Regions from separate parts of the Pan troglodytes genome. Here region 2 is linked to region 1. The links are chromatin contacts, called in public capture Hi-C maps. All regions are on one chromosome and are shown on one strand. The core of a region is the stretch at or near the end of the contact, and the rest is flanking DNA. Distances in the headings are between cores, read along the strand shown.

Evidence for each region. Capture Hi-C pulls out chosen DNA fragments and counts their contacts.
Region 2: a contact with region 1 is called in a capture Hi-C map of stem cell-derived neural stem cells, with 2.3 times the contacts expected there. The contact joins two enhancer-like sites. A contact is called at or near these places in 1 of 1 datasets of contacts at active chromatin or transcription factors (stem cell-derived excitatory neurons) and 1 of 1 other capture datasets (stem cell-derived neural stem cells).

What each region holds. Positions count from the first base shown.
Region 1 is chr3:187,290,726-187,297,322 of NHGRI_mPanTro3-v2.0_pri, forward strand. It overlaps SORBS2 (sorbin and SH3 domain containing 2), which reads right to left. Exons shown (of 31, transcript XM_016952610.4): 11 at 4,225-4,291; 12 at 3,346-3,390; 13 at 1,026-1,215. Among named protein-coding and RNA genes, the nearest start is that of PDLIM3, 120 kb to the left of the region's middle. Within about 2 kb of position 3,051, at least 5 of the 24 cell types and tissues checked have an H3K27ac peak or open chromatin away from gene starts, as enhancers often do. A contact at or near this core is called in stem cell-derived neural stem cells, where this site is marked.
Region 2 is chr3:187,459,783-187,466,379 of NHGRI_mPanTro3-v2.0_pri, forward strand. All of the region lies in intron 1 of SORBS2 (sorbin and SH3 domain containing 2), which reads right to left. Among named protein-coding and RNA genes, the nearest start is that of SORBS2, 140 kb to the right of the region's middle. Within about 2 kb of position 2,654, at least 1 of the 24 cell types and tissues checked has an H3K27ac peak or open chromatin away from gene starts, as enhancers often do. A contact at or near this core is called in stem cell-derived neural stem cells, where this site is marked.

The sequences.
Region 1 (6,597 bases), core at 1,801-4,300:
CACACCATTGCACTCCAGCCTGGGTAACAGAGTGAGACTCCATTTAAAAAAAAAAAAAAAGTGCTGGGACTACAGGCATGAGCCACCACGCCTGGCCTGATCATCAATTACTCTTAATGGTACAACGGGGTGTTGAATACAATTTTTCTGGAATGGGTATGATAACACTTAACCAGTATTAATAAGAAATAATTGTTATATTCTTATTTATTAATTGCTAGGATAGCATAGGCCTTGGGTTTAATCAGAGCTGAGCTTGGACCCTGGCTTGGACATAACGAGCTGCATGAGCTGAGTAAGTTCCTACCATTTTCTAAACTGCAGTTTCTTCCTCTTTAAAATAGAAAGTATCTCACTGGGTTGTTCTCGGAATCAAATGATATGACACAGAAAAAGCACTTAGCCTAGTGCTTGGCTTGTAATGAGCGCTCAATGAAGGTTACCTATAAGTAGAAGTATTAGTCATAATCCCAGTAAAAATAACACAATAAAAAAGTGTTTATAAATTTTTATTTTCATGCAGATAGTTTGTATAAAAATATTTCAGTGGAGAAAGGAAAACTCGTATTAGCTTGAAAAACTGGTAGAAACAAGTCACAGACACTTATTAACTAATGCCTCATTATGATTTTTGAATAACTTTCCTTGCTTTCAAAAATGTCTCTTATTAATAGACCTGGGGAAACAGAAAATGAACTGCATAGCCTGTAGCCTGGTACACCAAAGGAAGTACATGTCCATTATTTCTATTTACTTGTCTCTTATATGTATGTATTGATCAAAAAGCAGAAAATGTGTCCATATTACTTCAAGTCTAATTTAGGGCACTCCAGTATCATGAAACAAGACAGGGAAAACATTTGCTACAATCTCAGCAGAGGAGGTCAATATGGTATATGTATAGACTAGCAAGATTATACATCCACTCTCTCTGTGACAGGTGCACTGATTCTTCTACTGAATGCCATACAGCCTTATTTTTATCCTAAGCGAAATACAGGCCACCCTGGGGGGAAATGCCTTACTTTTCTGTTGAAGACCGATCTCTTGGTCGAAGCGGTGGGACTGGAGGTGGAACATGTGGGGGAGGCACTGGGGAGGACACATCCTTAAAGGCATTGGGGCTGTTGTCAGAGTGGCTTTTGGAAAGAGGTCTGTAGGTTTGGGTCTTTGCAGCAGGGTGTGACTGAGCACTGTAGGGTGGGTTGTACAGACCTATCATGACAAAAAACAAAAGCAGACAAAAAACAGAAGCAAATAACCTCTTAAAAATGAATTAAATTATTTGTCCCCCTCAAAATAGCCAATGATTGCATAGAAATTATTATCAATAAGCATATTCATAATGCATACATTAGAAGGTAGTTTCCTATTAATTTATTAATATTAATGTACTAATTTCCATTAATTTATTAATTACAAATTTATTCTGTACCTAAGCCCTGATTACAGTAAATCTTTGTCAATTATTTCAGAACTAGTAATAATTCAGACTGGTACTAGGAATAAACTTATAAGCACTCAGCAAATTTTCTCTTCAATTGTATACACTAAGAAAATGGTTCAGTTTTCAGAGCAAGATTAAAAACGGAACTGTTTCCAAATATCTTCTAATAATTTAAAAACCCTGATTTACATATGAAAATTGACATGCTAATTGTAGTCAAACAAAATATTGCACACAGTTGTGTTTATAAAGTGCTGTGCAAGGTACAAGGAAACATGAGTCCTCAATATGCTTAGAGTGCACCTGGGATAATCAGACACAAATAGAATTATGATGGAAAATAATTGGTAAAAGATAATAAAGACCAAATGAAGAAAACACATAGTAAGAATTAAAGGATGTTAGTAGGTGGTAGATTGCTCAGAGAAGGTATTATGGAACCCAAGAGTCCAGAGTCAGCCCTGAATGAGTTTCAGTGAGCAGGGCAAGAGGGGAGCAGGGATGGTATAGAAAAAAAGGCAGAAAAGTGCAAGGTGTGAAGCCATGGCTTGCACGGTTAGTAGAGAGCAAAGAGACTAGCTGCAGTTGACTCGTCCACTGATCAAATGATCAGCTTGTAGGGCTGTACAAAGTAATATGTCACTGCTGTTCCATTCACTAATCACTAATGTGACACAAACCTCAATATTAAAACAGTTATAAAAATTCTAAATTTTCCTGCACCCAATCATTGGAGCTAATTCTATTTGTACCCGTTCGCTTCTCCTGAAAGTCCATGCACATTTCCACAGCAAATGAAAAGAGACAACATCTACACTTACAGTTTTGCTTGGATTCAACAGTTGGACTTCAACTTTTGAGCTAAATAAAGGAGGTGAGTTTGGTGGGCGTGGGAGCAGGGATGAAATTAAGGGAAACATCTTTGTGGGCCTCAAGCTATCAGTGGGGCGAGCCAAGACTTAAACCCAGAGGGCTTGCTGAGTTTGTTCTACTGATTTTCCCTCTATCAATTTGTCTTTGGAGATAGGAGCACAATCCCAAATAGTTAAAGGGCCTGAATGTGGTCTCCAGGGGTGCAGAACAGGAGGATCATGCGACCCCAGGCTGCCCAGAGGACCCCAAGTGAGGTTGCAGCTGCTGAAGGGGAGGGGAGCAGTGCCAGCCTCCGAGCCTGGTCTAAAGAAAGAAGAAAAAAAATAGTTGTGCACCTGTCCTGAGCCTGTGACTGGGCAGGGAGAGGAGCCCTGGGCAGAATCCCAAGGCAACACTCAGGAGAAAGTGATGAAGGGAAAAACATGTGTCAGGGGTCCCTCCTTCCAGCCTGCAGACCCCTGCACGAGATACCAAGGCTCGCCAATCCAAGTGGCAGTGCCTGGAACTGAAGCCATTCTATTGTGACCACTGGCAATTCTGAGTCAGAAAAGTGGCCCCGCCAAGGGGGATTTTTAAACTCTTTCAATGAATGGTTGCATTTTGGAGCAAAAGGCAGGGACAAGGTCACAGAATACTTTGTTTGACTTGTTTTTGGTGAAGTGTATCTGAAAGATCTTACACAATTGTAATCATTCTCTCTGCAGATAAAAGATCTTTATCTTATTTTGTACCCTGGGTTACAGTGTGTCCTTTCAGCCTATCCTTCACACTTTGGTTAAACATTCCTGAAGCTGAGAATAAACCAATAGTGGGAATGAATGAGATAAACCAGTATTAGTTCTCATTTCCATGAGAAAAGTCAATCCTTTTGTTACGCATGCTCTGAGAAAAGAAAAGAAATCCTCCTCCTAATATATGAACTGAAAACACGTGCTCAAACAAAAGGGGAAAAAAGGTGACCGTGTCGTTCTTCCAAACATTGCTGAGCATAAAATAGTCATTGCGAGCAAGGAAACCCATCCTACCTGCATTGTATGTATAAGGAGTATTATACATGTCTGTGTCATCATCTAGAAAATGAAACATAAATATTATGGTAATATAGATTGTCACCAAAGGACAACGAGACAGCAGAACTTCAGACAAACAACAGAAATTTGTTAGAAAAGCAATGTATTTTTCCTAGTTCATAATGCCATTTTCTTTCTTTCTTTCTTTTTTTTTAAAGAGACAGGGTTTTACCCTGTCGTCCATTCTGGAGTGCAGTGGTGATCATTGCTTACTGCAGTCTCCAAACCTCCAACCCCTGGGCTCAAATCATTCTCCCACATTAGCCTTCTGAGTAGCTGGGATTACAGGTGTGTGCCACCACAGGCCTCTGCAAACTGCCCTTTTTTGTCTGTAACATATTTGTCTTGCTGCCCTCTTCATAGCATGCAAAGTCAGGCCCTTGTCCTCGCTTCCCCAGAACCCTCTCTGCTCTGGATCGCAAATTTCCTTTACTAAGTGCTTTAGTGGTCTCCTGTCTACAGAGCAGGCTCAGGCAGACCCGCGCAGGCTCACTCTCCTGATGAGAGCAGACAGGGGTGGACAGAGGAACAATGTGTTTTTCACCCAGGCAACACACCAATTTAGACTGTGGACAGGGGAGGATGGAGGGCTGAGGCCAGAGTGCCTGGTTGTCCTCCATGGGGAGGCTTCTTGGCAGCTCAGGTGGGAGGCAGAGGCACAGGGATCTGTCACCGGAGGGGTGACAGAAGGAGAACAGGAGACATGCTGAAAACAAAGGGGACACGGAGTTTGCTGGGGTCTTGACATTGTGTGTGAATCAAACCGATGCAAAAGACGAATGTACTCCCTTCAACCCACAAGGACCTCATCAGAAAGCAGAGCAGCAGACATACCCGGCTTGTGCACCATGTGAATTTGCTTAAACATCGTCTTGTACCAGTCCTTGGGCCGGTCGACTGTCTGTAATGAAGAGAGCATCCAGTGGTTACAAACTGGCTTCCAATCAACATCGCTTCTCAGTGTTTTCATTTCTCTATTTTATGTTCTTAATAACAGAGTCCCATTCTGTGATAAAATGTTCTGACTCTTTGCTATGGCTTCATGACAATTTCAGCAATTTACTTAGTTATGTGTGCAGTTTGTAAACATATGGCCTTGTGTTTGAATTTAGGCTGAGTTGGAACATTAGATGCTATGGTTTTATTTTTTCAAGTTATAGCTGTACCCAGCACTAGAGAGTTGATATTTGCACAAATATATAAAGTTCACTTAATGTAAGTTATTGTTGTACTAATTTGTTTAACTCCTTTTGGTAGATAATGATCATTATCCTTAGATGCTTTTTATTGAATGTTCTGTAAGACAGTGTTTTCAGAATTAACTGGGGAATATTTTTGACTCAAATTGTATTCTGATCAGCGTGGCTCTAGAGAAATAAATTTGCTATTTACTAGTCTAAGCTACTAAAATACTGAATGTAGTAGGCATCCCAGAGTCCTACAGAAAATTTAAGAATGTAGATATTGCTTCAAAAATGCTAATATGATAACAGAGTGTATACAACATTTGCTCGGCTAAAATTGTAGGTTCCTTGAGAGTAGAAGTCCTTACGGATCCAGGCGTCGGACATGAGGGGAGCAGTAGGCTGTAGTGGAAAGATGAAATTAATGTAGAGTCTTGAACTAAGATTCAAATCTTGGTTCCTTAAATTGCTGCTTAATACACCCTAGCAATACGAATTTGGGCAAGTCATGTCACCTTCTTGAGCCTCAGTTTTCTCCTCTCTAAAATGACATAATTATATCTAAGTCATAGGATTGTTATGGAAATCGAATGAGACAATGTATACACAAGACCTAGAACAATGACTAGAATATAATAACTACTCAATAAATAATAACACTAGGGAACTGCAAATATTTGTAGAATGAAATAATGAATGAACGTAGCCTATTGGATAGAGCTCTGCCTTTCTGGATACCTGTAAAAGTAGACACATGCTTTTATAATCATACTCACAGATTTTGCTTGGCAAGATCTTACCCCAACTCTCTGAGAGCTACCTGGGCAACAGGCTTGATGATTCTGCTTATAGTAACTAAACACACCAGACGTTCCAAGACTGATCTCGATTTAAAAACTTCTGTTAGGACTGATACAAAAGCATTCTTATACTTAATAGACTGAGCTTTGGGTTAGATTTTATTGCCTGATCTTTTTTTCCCCCAGAAATGTGGTCACTGCATTTTTCATCTGGACATTCAGGGTTTTGTGCTATATCTAAATTTATTTTGACCTCTGAGAATATATTATTCTGAAAAATCACCCCGAATACAGGTTAACATGAAGGGCCACTTGACTTCGTTGTGAGTCAGCTCTTCATTCTCGGCTCTTTCTCCATGGAAGAGTTGAGGTTATTGATCGAATATTCAGTCAAAGGATGGGACATGGTGGAAGGGATTGCAGTGGTGAAGCAAGGGTCTATTATTTGCTGGTTCAAAGTTGCTAAACATGTATCTTTCAAGAAAGTTTATTTTTATAAAGGACTGATTTCTCTTTCATTAAACCTCATTTCTTTTACTGTACTAAAGCAACAGAAAATACAACATAATGTTGTGCAAAAATGTTTTCCTGGACGTGCTGATGGCAACAAGGAAGGCTACTAAGTCAGTCCTATCACTGTATATGGCAATACATGTTGACAGACAGGTTTTTTTTTCTTCACTTGCTGGAGGGCCTATATCAGGTAGGATCTCACAGTGATGCCATCTGCTAGCTTTATATGGTGAGCACAAAGATGCCAGAAAATGCCCTGCTGGCAAAGGGAAATATGAAGCTGGAAAAATAAAATACTAAAACTCTATGTCCCTTTCTAAAAGAAGTACTCTAAGCATTTAAAGTTCCTTTTGTAAATGCCATCATGGAGATCGCTATGCCTAAGGCTGAGAAAAAGAAAATAGTCTACTCAAATTTCAGGAAGTTTACTTTTGTATGTAAAATCATTTTGCATGAAAAATAGCTACTAGCAATTCACTATGCCGTTTTTTCTACAACCTTGACTAAATAGACCTGAATTTTTACATTCCTACAGTTTTCAAAACATCAGAACTCTACACTGATTTAACACGCAGAGATTTCAAAAAAGAAAAAAAAGGACATATTTTCTACATAGCAGTATACAGTGACTCTGTTCTATTTTTTTCTCCTTTTCAGTTTTGAAAATACTCAAACAAGTGTTATATTGGAAGTAGAAGAAAAGAATCTTG
Region 2 (6,597 bases), core at 1,404-3,903, 170 kb after region 1:
AGGTACACGTTTTAGGATCCAACGGTCCAACAACAAGTGGAAAATATTGTTGAAAAATAAAAATCCCCAATCCACACTGGAAATAGTAGATGTTCAGTTAAAGGCCTGACAGTGACAGCATGTGCAGGTAGGAAAAATAAACTATGCGTGCTTGCAGAATATTGGATGGGAGCTATAACCCAGAATGGTAATTATTTTACTAAGCCTACCCAGGTCAGAATTCAGTGCCTATGTGTTTGTTTGTTTGTTTGTTTTTGAGACGGAGTCTTGCTCTGTCGCCCAGGCTGGAGTGCAATGGCACAATCTTGGCTCACTGCAATCTCCGCCTCCTGGGTTCAAGCGATTCTCCTGCCTCAGCCTCCCGAGTAGCTGGGATTACAGGTGCCCGCCACCACACCAGGCTAATTTTTTGTATTTTTAGTAGAAACAGAGTTTCACCATGTTAGCCAGGATGGTCTCCATCTCCTGACCTTGTGATCCACCTGCCTTGCCCTCCCAAAGTGCTGGGATTACAGGCGTGAGCCACCGTGCCCGGCAGCCTATGTTTTTAAAAGTCAGACTCTGGCATCCTAATTGCCAGATCATTGCGTTGAACTGAGAACATTCTTCTGGACATTTCGTGCATCAAAGGAAGACTATTAGAAACATTCCTTGTGAGAGGTCAGGAGATCGAGACCATCCTGGCTAACATGGTGAAACCCTATCTCTACTAAAAATACAAAAAATTAGCTGGGCGTGGTGGCGGGCGCCTGTAGTCCCAGCTACTTGGGAGGCTGAGGCAGGAGAATGGCATGAACCCAGGAGGCGGAGGTTGCTGTGAGCCGAGATCGTGCCACTGCACTCCAGCCTGGGTGACAGAACAAGACTCTGTCTCAAAAAAAAAAAAAAAAGAAACATTCCTTGTGAGGTTTAAAGTAGCATGAAAAATCATTCCACAACCAACTTTCCTATAGGCATAAAGGTGGATTTTAAAAAATTTATCTGAGAGCTGATACCTGACCTGCATCTTGAAGGACCCATTATTCTCTTGGCATGTGGACTCTTTCCTATATCTTTCCTTCATTAAAGACATGATTTGCTTCCAACAATTGGAAGCAAACTCAAGTTGTGTTTCAATTTTTGGTAACACATGAGTAAGTCTTATCACAGGATTAGGACTGGCTGCGTAGGAGAGAAAGCTCAAATAACAGGGCTTACAAGAGACAGAGCTATATTTTTCTCTCACTTGAAGGATTGAGAAATAAGGAGTTCTAGGCTAGTAGAAAATTGGCCTCATGATTATTAGGACTCCAGCTCCTACCCTCTGTTCTGTCATCTTTTGAAACTGGTTTCTATCCTCAAGAATCCTTGTGGTCCAGAATGGCTACTTGTGCTCCAGCCATCAGGTCCATGTTCCAGGCAAGAAGAGGAGAGGGAGAGCCAAGGGGCACATTTTCCGCTTGAGTTGGCCTCTTTGAAGGAGCTTTTCCCCACCTCCCACCCAGCACTTCTGCTGATATCTCATTGCATCCTGAGTGATAAGTAAGTCTCAAAAACGTGGTCTTTTCAGCTGGACGCCTTTTGGTCCCAGGTAAACCAGTGTTCTACTACTGAGAAACAAATTGATAATAGGGAGTGGATAGACAACAAGCTGCCTCTGCCAGCTCATGTCAGCCTGGGTACAAAGAAAGTACTATCTCATTTCTGGACATTGTCAGTGAGCCTTTATTCCTGGCTGGTCACCTGTCAGTGCAGGGATCACCCAGGCTGACTCGGTGGGTTGAGGAAGCACCCTTCCTTCATTCCTGCCTGGGGGTGTCCTTGCCTATCCAGCCACTGTGCTTATCTCCTCAGCACAGACTCAAAGCATTGCCATCTCTCCTTATACTGGTTTCATATCAATATCTCAAAGTATACTTGTTCATTCACTATGGAACAAATAAGTAAATGGTGTGGATTCAAACATTCTGCAATTTGTTAGCTGTGTGATATGCAAACTGCCTAACCTCTTTGTGCTTCTGTTTCCTCATGAATAAGAAAGGATGATAATATTATCTAATTCTGAGGGCGGTTGTGGCAATTAAATCCATTAATTAGCATAAAAGGGTATTAGGTATTATCTTGAATGTTGTGTCTTTGATTTATGGTGCAGCACTGGGTGGGCACGGACCTCCGGGACCTTCCAATACCGTGGGAAACATCAGCTGGACGTGGACCAGAGCGTCCAAAAGCAACACAAATGCATGTGTTCATCAAAAGAATGGTCCAGACGGTGAGGGCCAGTGGGCTTCAGCAAAGGAGAAACAGGCACTAGTGTCATCAGTGGGAACTTCTCGCAGGCTCCCTGCAACTTCACCTGGACAGCGCGGCGCCGTGTGAACAGCCAGCAGGAGGCCTTTTCGCTTCTGCCTCCTGCTTTCCTTCCGGGCTGGTGTCCTCCCCTACCCTTTAATTTAAATTGGCACCAGTTTCCTATTCTCTCGGTAGCCCTATTTCTTTCCCTCATTTAACCTTTTCATAGAATCTAGTGGGGACTTTATCGACCAGATGCCAAGGGGCTGGCAGGGCAGGGCTGGCCTTCAGAGGAGGGGCATGGTGTGCCCAAGTCCTGCAGCTGGGGAAGGAGTAGGGAGCTGAGACCACAGAGGGACAGGGACAGAGGCTAGGGAGCAGCGTGCGCGGACACCTCGCCTGCGGGGAAGCACCTGCGGAGGCCTTGCAGACAGCGTCTCAGCGCACACACAGGGCCCTCTAAGAAAAGAGCCACCTCGTTCTTTAAGAGTTCTGTAGCAGAGTCCTGGCAGCCCCGGGACTTCACACGCTGCACATTTACTTGTGCTTTTATTTACTTAATCTCTGTCTGTCCCGCGAGATTATAAACTGCAGGACAGCAGAGATCATTTCTGTTTTGTTTTGACCCTGCTTCCAGGGCTCAGTATGGTACCTGGGCTGTGGATACAGAAATGCCGAATGAACAAGTGAATGGATGACTGGGCCGCATGGGTCCCAGGTGAATGAATTCTATCTGCCCCTTAAGGCCACCCCTTGATTCAATCCAACAAACATTTCTTCAACCTGAACGAACCCAAGAAGATCCGCATCACGGGTCAGATTACTAAAGCACTGCCCACCTTCTGGGTGGGTGAACGTAAGGGAACGAATAGTGATGTTCCAGTGTGATTTGCCCACGCCCGGGGGGCAAGGGGAGCAGAGGCAACAAATGAACCGTCCCGCGCCTCACCAAGGGGCCGCACGCGAGCTGAGTCAAGTGGCTGAAGAGGAGTTCGCCTGCCTGGGAAGCCAGGGACAGGACTTCCAGGTGAGGAAGTGGCAGCTGTGACTGAGAGGTGGAGTGGCACAGAAGCCTGTGTTGTGGCAGGAAGCAGAGGCGAGGTGGACAGGGTGGAAGGGTCACTGTTTGTCAAACACCTTGTTTTTCGTGGTAAGAACTTTGGGCCTTATCTTCCTGGAAATAACAAGCCACCATTGAGTTGTTTTTATGTTTGTTTCTTTTTTTGAGATGGAGTCTCGCTCTGTCTCCTAGGCTGGAGTGCAGTGGCTCCATCTCAGCTCACTGCCACCTCCACCTCCTGGGTTCAAGGGATTCTCCTGCCTCAGCCTCCCGAGTAGCTGGGATTACAGGTGCACGCCACCACACCCAGCTAATTTTTGTATTTTTAGTAGAGACAGGGTTTCGCCATGTTGGCCAGGCTGGTCTCGAACTCCTGACCTCAGGTGATCTGCCCACCTCAGCCTCCCAAAGTGTTGGGATTACAAGCGTGTGCCACCACACTCAGCCCCACCATAGAGTCATAAAAAGAACACAGATGTGATCATTCTTGCATTTTAGAATAGGAGCGCTAGGACCCATTTACCTGGGAAATACATTTTAATGGAGTAATTCACATGGTTTGATGTTTTGGTCGCTTTTATTAGTCGTCATTATTACGAAACATGTCTCGAACACCTTCTTCTGTGCAAGGTATTCATATTAGTTGCCCGAGGAGATATCAACAAAATGAAGGACCCATAAATTATAAGACATACCACTATTTTATGTTCCACCAAAAAGGAAAAAAACTGCTGCCAATGAAATTGTAACACGATGTTATTTTTTGAGTCTTATTATTATTTGTTGGAAGAGATGTTTCAAATGTATTGAGATTAAATTTCATCCTCTATCACTCTGTGTATAGAAAAAAGAAAGAAGTGAAATTAGTTGGCTACAATATTCTTAAAATTCTTCACCTGCAGTGTTCAGCTCTTCTGAATGACATGAATATTTAGGGTTTGACAGTCATCCTTTATCTAGTGTTTCCCCAGTTGGGTGTGCATCAGCATCACCAGGAAAAGTGGAGGAAATGGAAGCCCGGGCCATACGCCGTTCCAACAGGCCTGGAGCTCTGTATTCGTTGTTGGTAACCAAAAGATCCTGAGACCCCCAAAGAGGAGGAAACGCTGCCCAGCACATCAGGAGAGACGGCACAGCAGCGCTTCTGAAGTGAGTGCCTGCTTCTGTTTTCAGTATTTTTTGTATTCGGTGAGTTTTCACAGACATGCATATGACAAGGTTGACACAACTGCCATGTGCCTGGCAGAGACATTGTTTCTGGGATATTTTTACAAAATATGCAAGAAGTATATGAATGATAATAACTTGACTTCTATGAACAGGGACTAAGTAGATTGTGGCACAGCCACACCATGGGAGATGCTCAGTGTTGAAAAGTCATTATGTAGAATGATATTTTCCACAGGGTGTTCCAGGACAGGCTATTCTACAGGGGCACCACAGGCAAAACAAGGTTGGGAGATCCTGCAAACCATGCCCCTTGCCTAGAGTTTCAGAGTGTGCTCAGCATTCTGAGAGTTCTGAGAACGCCGGGAGTATAAAGATTTTACATTTTAACCTAGAATTTTCCAATTATGGCATTAAAGAAAGAAAAGGAAAATAAAAACTCGAGACCCCAATTCACGATGCCAAAGGAAAAAATTAAGCTGAAAGCTGAGTCATGCAGGAAGCTGTCTTTCCTTTTTGTTCCTAAGCAGAAGCTACAGATAGAAGGTTGGATATCTCCACAGGTAGCTACTCTGTGTTTGCCTTATCTTATGTAAAGTGCCGTTTTACGGAGTGTCAGAGGAATACGTACTGACTCTTCCCCTGCCTGCTCCTTTCCTCTTGCAACAAGTGGATTCAGTGATGTGACCATACCTTCCTTCTTTCCCCTCCGGCCTCCTTTTCCCCTTTATGTACCGAAGTCCTCAAAATCATCTTTGGAGAAAGGCATGTCTCCCAGGCATGTCCTTAACCTTGGCAAAATAAGCTTCTAAATTGATTGAGACCTATCTCAGATGCTTTTTGGTTTACAATGTTCACATTATATTTTAAATAAACAGCAACAACAATAAGCCCATAAAAATGTATGGTGGCACCATTCCATTTTTGTAAGTAAAATTTTGGATATATAGTCATAGGAAAAAGACAGGAGGTACACTCAACAATAACAATGTTTAATAATGAGGGATTGAGTTATGTATAAATTTTCTTTTGTTTATTTGTATATTCTTTAATAAATTGACACATTTTCTGAAAGAAAATGGTTATTAAAAATAGCAATAGTAAACTGACTTTATGAAAAGTCAGAGAAAGATTTGAGTTTTCCTGATATGTTCTGTGGAGGAAGCTTTGATGAATATTAAAAAAATTCAGTGAGAAGATGCAGACTTGTTTTACGAAACTTCTCAATTTCCACGAGACAGGAAAAAAAGTGTTATTAGTCGCACATTATAGTCAGAGGAAAGAAGAACGGAATAAATTTGGCATCATGTGTAATTTTTCTGTGGTCTTTTCCAAGGCCGGGCATGCATGAAATAGAACATTTTAAATCAACAAGTCAGGCTGGTTTGTCTGCGGTTCGATAAAAAGGCCAAGCAGAGAAGCCCGCTGATTGGATCTCAGAAATTCGTGAAGCTACTAAGGGGAGTCACCTTAAAGATAGCAGCTGATACCGTATCTCAGGGTGGGAATACCTCTTACGAGTTAGGTCATCTTGGGCAGCCTACTTAACTCTCAGGGTCCTCATTTTTTTGTATCAAAATGGCCATGGTTACTGCATTTGTTCCCTGGAGCTGTCATAGCAAAGTACCCCAAACCGGGTGGCTTCAAACAACAGACATTTTTCTCACAGTACTGGAGGCCAGAAGTCAGCAGATGAGGTGTGGGCAGCCCCATCCTCTCTCTGAAGGCTCCAGGGAGGATCTTTCCTTGCCTCTCGCTACTCCTGGCTGCTGCCAGCAATCTTGGTGTTTCCTGACCTGGCTTGTGTCAGTGTAACCCCAATCTCTGCCTCCGTCTGCACACGCATCTTCCCCGTGTGTGTCTGTGTCCAGATTTCTCTTTTCTTATAAGGACAGGAGTCATTGAATGAGGGCCCACCTTAATCCCTACGACCCCATCTTGCCTTGTTACATCTGCAATGACCCTATTTCCAAATAAAGTCACATTCACAAGTCCTGGGGTTAGGACTTCAAAGTATCTTTTGAGGGGACACAATTCAACCCATAACAGTTACGGTGTTACAGCTATAATCCTTTCTGGGAAAAAAGCTGTTGTTCCCT